2 separate regions of the Ovis aries genome follow, and region 2 is linked to region 1. A link is a contact called in public Hi-C data. All regions are on one chromosome and are shown on one strand. The core of a region is the stretch at or near the end of the contact, and the rest is flanking DNA. Distances in the headings are between cores, read along the strand shown. Region 1 has its middle 20 kb from the start of KALRN. Region 2 overlaps KALRN (kalirin RhoGEF kinase).

Region 1 (3,246 bases), core at 508-3,007:
GAGCCACCGAGGAAGCCCCAGAAATAGAGACGGCTTAAAGTATACAGGAGGATGTGCATAGGTCACATGCAGATACTATACCATTTTATATACAGGATTTGAGCATTCCCATATTTGGGGGTTTGTGAAGGTCCTGGAAACAATAGCCCATAAATACCAATGACAGCTGTAATATGTTCTACTGAGCTTAGTGGTCTGAAGGTCCTTTGGTAGTTATCAATGCAACAAAGGCTGAAGGTCCTGGTTCCTCCATTTTGAGAACTGGTGGAATACTTCTTAGCCTATGGTAGACTTTTTCTATCTCCAGACTTCATTTCTGAAGATAGAAACTCCAGAAGTTTCTATCTGGAAATAGAAACCACTCAAGTGGTTAGACTTGAGTAAACACCAAGTAAACACGATTGGCTAGACACTGTGCTAGGTACTTTTTATACCCATTATCTTATTTAAACTGCATAGCTCAAAGTAGATATTGTTATTCCCATTACCAGATGAAGAATCCAAGGCACAGAAAGGTTAGGGAACTTTCCCGGTGTCATATATTATCACAGAGCATAATTTGAATCCCTCTCTCAGACCTTTCTGAGAGTTGGTTTGATGCACTGAAAGAGAACAGATCTCGTGCACTTAACGATAAGTATGAGAAAGACTTCGACGAGAGGAGAAATTTTCTGTCTGTTTACTCCTAAATTTTGCCTGGGGAGAGGGTGGGTCAGTGGGACTCGGAACACTGCAAATCAGGGACAAAGACTGGACAAGAGCCTTGGTCTAGTTCCCTGCACTAGATCAAATGTGAACTTCATTTGTAACTATATGTGAGCTTGTGCTTTGAAGCAGTAAGGAATTAATTTAAAAACTATCTTAGAGGGTTTTAAGAGCATTTTTTTTTTTTGACAAACAAAACTAAAATGCTTAATTTTATTTCCATGGAACTTTTCATGGCAAAGATGTTTTAAGTGGCGTAGAATTACCTTCTGCAAAGATACAGACTAGAGAAGCTAGGGACCCCTCCCTTTGTTGTTCCTCCTGGGCAGTTTTATCTCTGAGGCACAGCATCGTGGTTTTCAGAGCTTGACCACGTCACTGCCCATGCCATCCATCAGTACAGCGGTAGGACGCCGCAGGGACCCCAGAACAGCATTTACAAATGAGGCAAGCAAAGCCTAGAGCCATGTATCCCCAGGGTCTTGCCAACAGCCTGATTTGTAGTAGGTACTCAAGAATTTTATTGAATAAATAAATAAGTGAGCAAATAAAGTGATTTTTTAAAGAAGGTCACACAGCAGGGACAAAAATCCAGTGTCCTAAATCTTAATTCCATTCTCGATCTAGTTACATCATTCTTTGGGTTATCCTGGCCAACTTTAAAATGGATATTTGGATGTCAAAATGAATAGGGCTCTGTGCCTGACCTAAGCAATATCACAAATTTAATTAGAAATGTGGAAAAGATGGAGTTGGTGAAGACCTCCTGTTATCCAGATGCCAAGACCATTCGGTGTGGTTGGTTTGATTTCTAATGAGCATCTGCTTCAATTCACCAAACCCTTTACACTTTCATACAATGCACGGCTCATATTACGAAGTCAAAAATTCTTTATCATCTGTGTGGTCATTCACTCGTTTGTTTCCTCTCCCTGGTAATTGTTTAATCTGGCTTCGCCTACCACATTTCTTGGCTGCTTGCTCCCTCCTGCCTCTGTCAGTCAGGTTGTATTCAGGGAAGGTAAAGGCACAGAGAACATTCCATAGTCAGTTATAGCTGATTAGGTGTTTATCTATTGCTTTGGATTAGCCCCACGCCCTGTATGAATACACAGCTTTGGCTGGTTGAACAACCATCCATGGATGGGGGAGCATTCTAAGATTTACTCTCAGCTTTCCATTGTCTGTGCTAAAAGAGGAGGCAAGGAGTATGAATGCACAGCAGATACATTTTTAAAAATCAAGGTATAATTTACACCCTAAAAGTCCACATTTTAATGAGTTTTTACAATGTTATATACCTGAGCAACCGTCACCGTAGTTGAAACAAAGCACATTTCCAACATCGCAATACTCTCGTGCCCCATCTCCATCAGACTTCCCTTACTTTGGCCTCAGGCAACCACCAACTTTCTTCCTGTCACTATAGATTAGATTTGTCCTTTCTAGGGTTTCATGTAAGTGGAATCAGAGAGTAGGTACTCAACAAAAGTTATTTTTACTTGACTTTGGAATAGCGTCTCTGATTTCTTTCCCAGCGATGTCTGGTTCAGGCTGTTAAAATGAGTTCATCTTTCCAGCACCCACACTGATTTGACAGGGTGCGCATAGCTAGGACTTGGAGGAAACCTGAGAGGCAAGAAGCAGAGGCTGATGAAAATAATTACTGGCAATGAGAAAAATGTTGGCTCTTCCCAGAACTGGTAGACTTTGACCAAGAGTGCGTGCCCACTTTGTGCCCTGAACCTATTTTCAGTGTCGCTCAATACGGCTTCTCCGAAACCTAACTGCCTGGGAATTGTGCCTGCTTTGCCTTGAATGGGCATTTTATTTGGAAACTTCAGGCTCCAGCCAGTCCCTCTCAGCCACGGAGTCATTGCACCCTCTGGTGTAAACACAGGGATCTGTCACCCCTGTGGCATGAGGCATTCCCACCCCCGCAGCCATCTATTATCCACCACAGCCCTGCCCTGGAGGGTCAGCTCGCTCCAGCTACTGTTAGGTTGATGGGTCAGAGCTGAGCTTGTGAATACATGAACACAGAGGGATCCCAAGAGTTCAAGCGCTTAAGAGAAGACAGGACCAGAGAGAAGGGAAACCCCAGAGAAGACGGAGCAAGCTGGATGTGAAAGATGAAGAGAAGGGCAGAGGCACAGTCCTCCAAAACAAAGTTGGAAGCCATAGAGGGATGGACTTTTTTCCATCTGAGACAAATTCTAAAAATTCACTCCTCTGCCCAAATAAATAGATTCAGACCCAGGCTATGACAGTCCTTGAAAAGCAGTTTTTAACATAGAAATGCTGATAAATCTTTTCGACCACCTCTATATCTCCAGGTGCCGCTGGATCTGCTTAATCCCTTTAAACTTCCAATAACTTCAACTACGGTGTTTAAAGTCTCATAAATCTGTACTAGCTTAAAATAGGGAAATATAAATCATGTTCAGGAGCTTAGGGGTAGGGACAGAAGATGGGTAGGGACAGAAGATGCCATTGAAAACCACAGCACAGGCTTTTCATCAAATTATTCCAAGAAAAGTC
Region 2 (3,019 bases), core at 308-2,807, 280 kb before region 1:
TGACAGGCTCTTCGGTCAGCTTTCCCTGTGCAGCAGCTGTTTGCCAGTGCCTCCCCGCTCTAGTGTGGTAAAGCCTGACTCCAGTTCATCTTCCAATGGCCCGTTCCCAGTACAGTATCTGGCATTTATTTAATTGGCTTGTCTTCAGCAACAGTGTTTTAGATCCTGCCAAACTGGGCACACACTTCTAACTTCCTTCCTCTAGCTTCCCCAGACACCAGGGCCCTACCTCACCTCTATGTTTTGCAGTCACATCTGCCCACTGTCTGCTCCAGTACCCATGTTGTGGATGACCGTGTACTCTCTGCCCTTCTTCCCATGCCCTGCAAGAAAGCCCCCCAACCCCCATGCCTCTTCCACTCTTGATGGCCCAGCTCCAACTGGTCTCCATAAACTTACCATCTGCTGAGCACCTACTGGGCTTCTGGCATACTAGGTGCTTCAGACACATTTTCTATAATCCATACAACAATCCTAAAGCATGTATTAAAAATCTACATTTTACAGATAAAGAAACTGCTCAGAGAGGGCAAACTGGCCATAGATAGTCAATCAGCTAGCAAGTGGCTAAGCTGTGATTCAAAACTCATCTCTTGTGATTGTAATGCCAGTGCTCTTTCTAGAAGTCTTGGCTGGGTCTTCTGGTGGCCTATGCACGCTGCTCTCCATGGGAGGCCTGAGCCACACAGGGAACCACCCAAGGAAGGAAGCGAGACCACAAAACAAGACCACAAAAGGGAAGTGAAACAATCAGTTCTGAGAGAACGAATGCATCCTAGAAGGCTGGGGTAACAGGCTAGAGGAGGTGTGTGGGCACAGAGAAGAGGGTCACCAACAGGAGAGGAAGCAGAAGGGGCGCAGTAGGGAGGACAGAAGGTGAAGGGAAGGGAGGAAAGTGGATTCTTCAAAGTAAAATGGCTGGGAAGAAATCTTGGGAAACAATTTCTGTTTATATCTCTGATGAGCGTCCTTCTTTCCTAGCTCATCTAAATTGCTGCAGACAGACTCAGAGTAACAACCCAGATTCTGGGAAGTACTGTTTGCATAGTGTCCCTGTTCTCAGTTCTGAAGGGTCATGTGGGGTCCACATGTAATGGGAGGCCACCTATGACACGTATGACAATTCAGGCTACTGCCAGCCCTCGTAAGAGACCTGGGAGGGTGGGGGGAGGAGTCAAGCCTGCTGTGCCCAGTGTTCCTGCCGCTCCTTGCTCCACTGCTTCTCACACCCACTTCCCACGCAGGCCTGGCCACCTCAGCGGACACTGAGCACACGGTGTCCCAAGCATGAGGCAGAGTGAAGGACAGAGCGGGAGAACGGGTGCTAAGGAGGAGAAAAACAGCTTCAGGAGAAAACATGCACACAGGCATTCTGCAAAACACTGTGATGTGGATTATTTTTGGAATCTAATGTTTCTAATGTTCAAGGGGAGGAAATGAAAACGAGTAAGTAGAGATTCCCAGGACCAACAGGCTGGAAATAATACAGGACGCAGTGTCCTGGGCTGGGTGGGACACAGACACACTTCCTTGCCCTGAGCTGAGCCAGGCAGCGGGAGGGGGCGGGGCAGTGGAACAGCCTCAGCAGGAGGGAGGCAGCAGGAGGGGCACCGGGGACCTTTCTCCAAAGGGAGCAGGAAGTTACAAGCCACCCAGCAAAGACTTCATCTCAAAGGTCGTAGTTCTTGGAGGCCTCCCTCCCAACGCCAAGGGCTCAAGCAAATGAGTCACAGAAACTTGTCAACATGCTCCCTAGAAGACCAACCAGTGCTTGCCCTCTTACCATAGCAGGGATAAGGTCACAGGTCAGGTGGCCACCAGCCTCCACTCCACCCCAGTCTCTCTAGCCACCTCCTAGGTTACTGGCCTATGCACTCTTTCTCCTGCAGGGCAAGGGCAAGATTGGTATTGGGGGGCGGGGGTGTGTGTGGGTGTGTGTGTTGAGAAGCGGGGGGAATATTGGGGAGTGTGTGTGTGCGTGTGTGTTGGGGAAGGGGAGGAGTATGGGGGTGTGTGTGTGTTGTGTGTGTGTGTGTGTGTTGGGGAGGGGAGGAGTATTGGGTGTGTGTGTATGTGTTGTGTGTGTTGTGTGTGTGCGTGCGTTGGGGACGGGGAGGAAGCCCAGCCACAGAACAGAGGGCCCACCTTCCCACTGCCTACCTGACACTATCCCAGGCACACCTCCCACCGTTGCCAAATCTCAACTTTCTCAAGTAAAATGGTGCTCACATTCACACCCCTCACCCTCCCCGACAGACAGGAGGCCAAATGAGGAGCCACCAACTGCGTGACTCTGGGTGGGTCTCTGCTCTGGGTCAGTTTTCTATGTAAAAGGAAGGGCTGGACCAGAAAATCTCTAAGGTCAGGGGTGTGAGAACACTTTAAAAACCGACATTCAAAAAAAGATTTCATATCATGACAACAATAGCACTTCAGTCTGACAAATGACACTGTTGGCTCAAGGCGTGTGGGGGTTGGAGAGGCGGCCAAGAGAAGAGGCAGTGAGCCAAGCGTGGGGCAGGGAGGGGAGCAGTGTGTTTCTTCCACCCTGGCCCAGTGGTCCTGGTCACCCAGGCAGAATGAGATTTAGGGTCCTGCTTTGGGCTCTGGGGAGTGAACAGCAGTGTTTGCACCTGAGAGGGAAAGGGCAGGAAACAGCAGTGGGTGCTCTGTCCGTGACAGGGCATCCTGTGGATGTCCTGAACTGCTAGTACAGTTAACAGGACATACAAACAGCAAACACAACAAGCACAAAACCCTTAGTGCACTGTCCTGCTGCCCACCGTGATGCTCTTCACCCATCTTCTCAGGGTGACTAACATGAAAGAAACATTATTTTGTTTGCATAGACCTCAGAGAATATAAAAATGCATAGACATTTCTTGGATAAACCGCAGGAAGTTCTGGCTGCAAGCTTGTAGGAGAATATGACAAGTACGCTCTTTGCTCTCATGCATGGCAGGGGCTGACAAGTGTCTCAGGCATAGCTCGTGCATGGGGAGGGGTGGTCACCTGCACC

What was found. Hi-C and Micro-C count contacts between places; a contact is called where the count stands out from the background.
Region 2: a Hi-C map of liver shows a contact between it and region 1, with 2.5 times the contacts expected there. The contact joins two enhancer-like sites. A contact is called at or near these places in 4 of 16 Hi-C or Micro-C datasets (hypothalamus, liver, muscle and 1 more).

Annotation. Positions count from the first base shown.
Region 1 is chr1:189,265,177-189,268,422 of ARS-UI_Ramb_v3.0, reverse strand. No RefSeq gene overlaps it. Among named protein-coding and RNA genes, the nearest start is that of KALRN, 20 kb to the left of the region's middle. Within about 2 kb of position 1,757, at least 5 of the 54 cell types and tissues checked have an H3K27ac peak or open chromatin away from gene starts, as enhancers often do. A contact at or near this core is called in liver, where this site is marked.
Region 2 is chr1:189,541,464-189,544,482 of ARS-UI_Ramb_v3.0, reverse strand. All of the region lies in intron 5 of KALRN (kalirin RhoGEF kinase), which reads right to left. Among named protein-coding and RNA genes, the nearest start is that of KALRN, 260 kb to the right of the region's middle. Within about 2 kb of position 1,557, at least 24 of the 54 cell types and tissues checked have an H3K27ac peak or open chromatin away from gene starts, as enhancers often do. A contact at or near this core is called in liver, where this site is marked.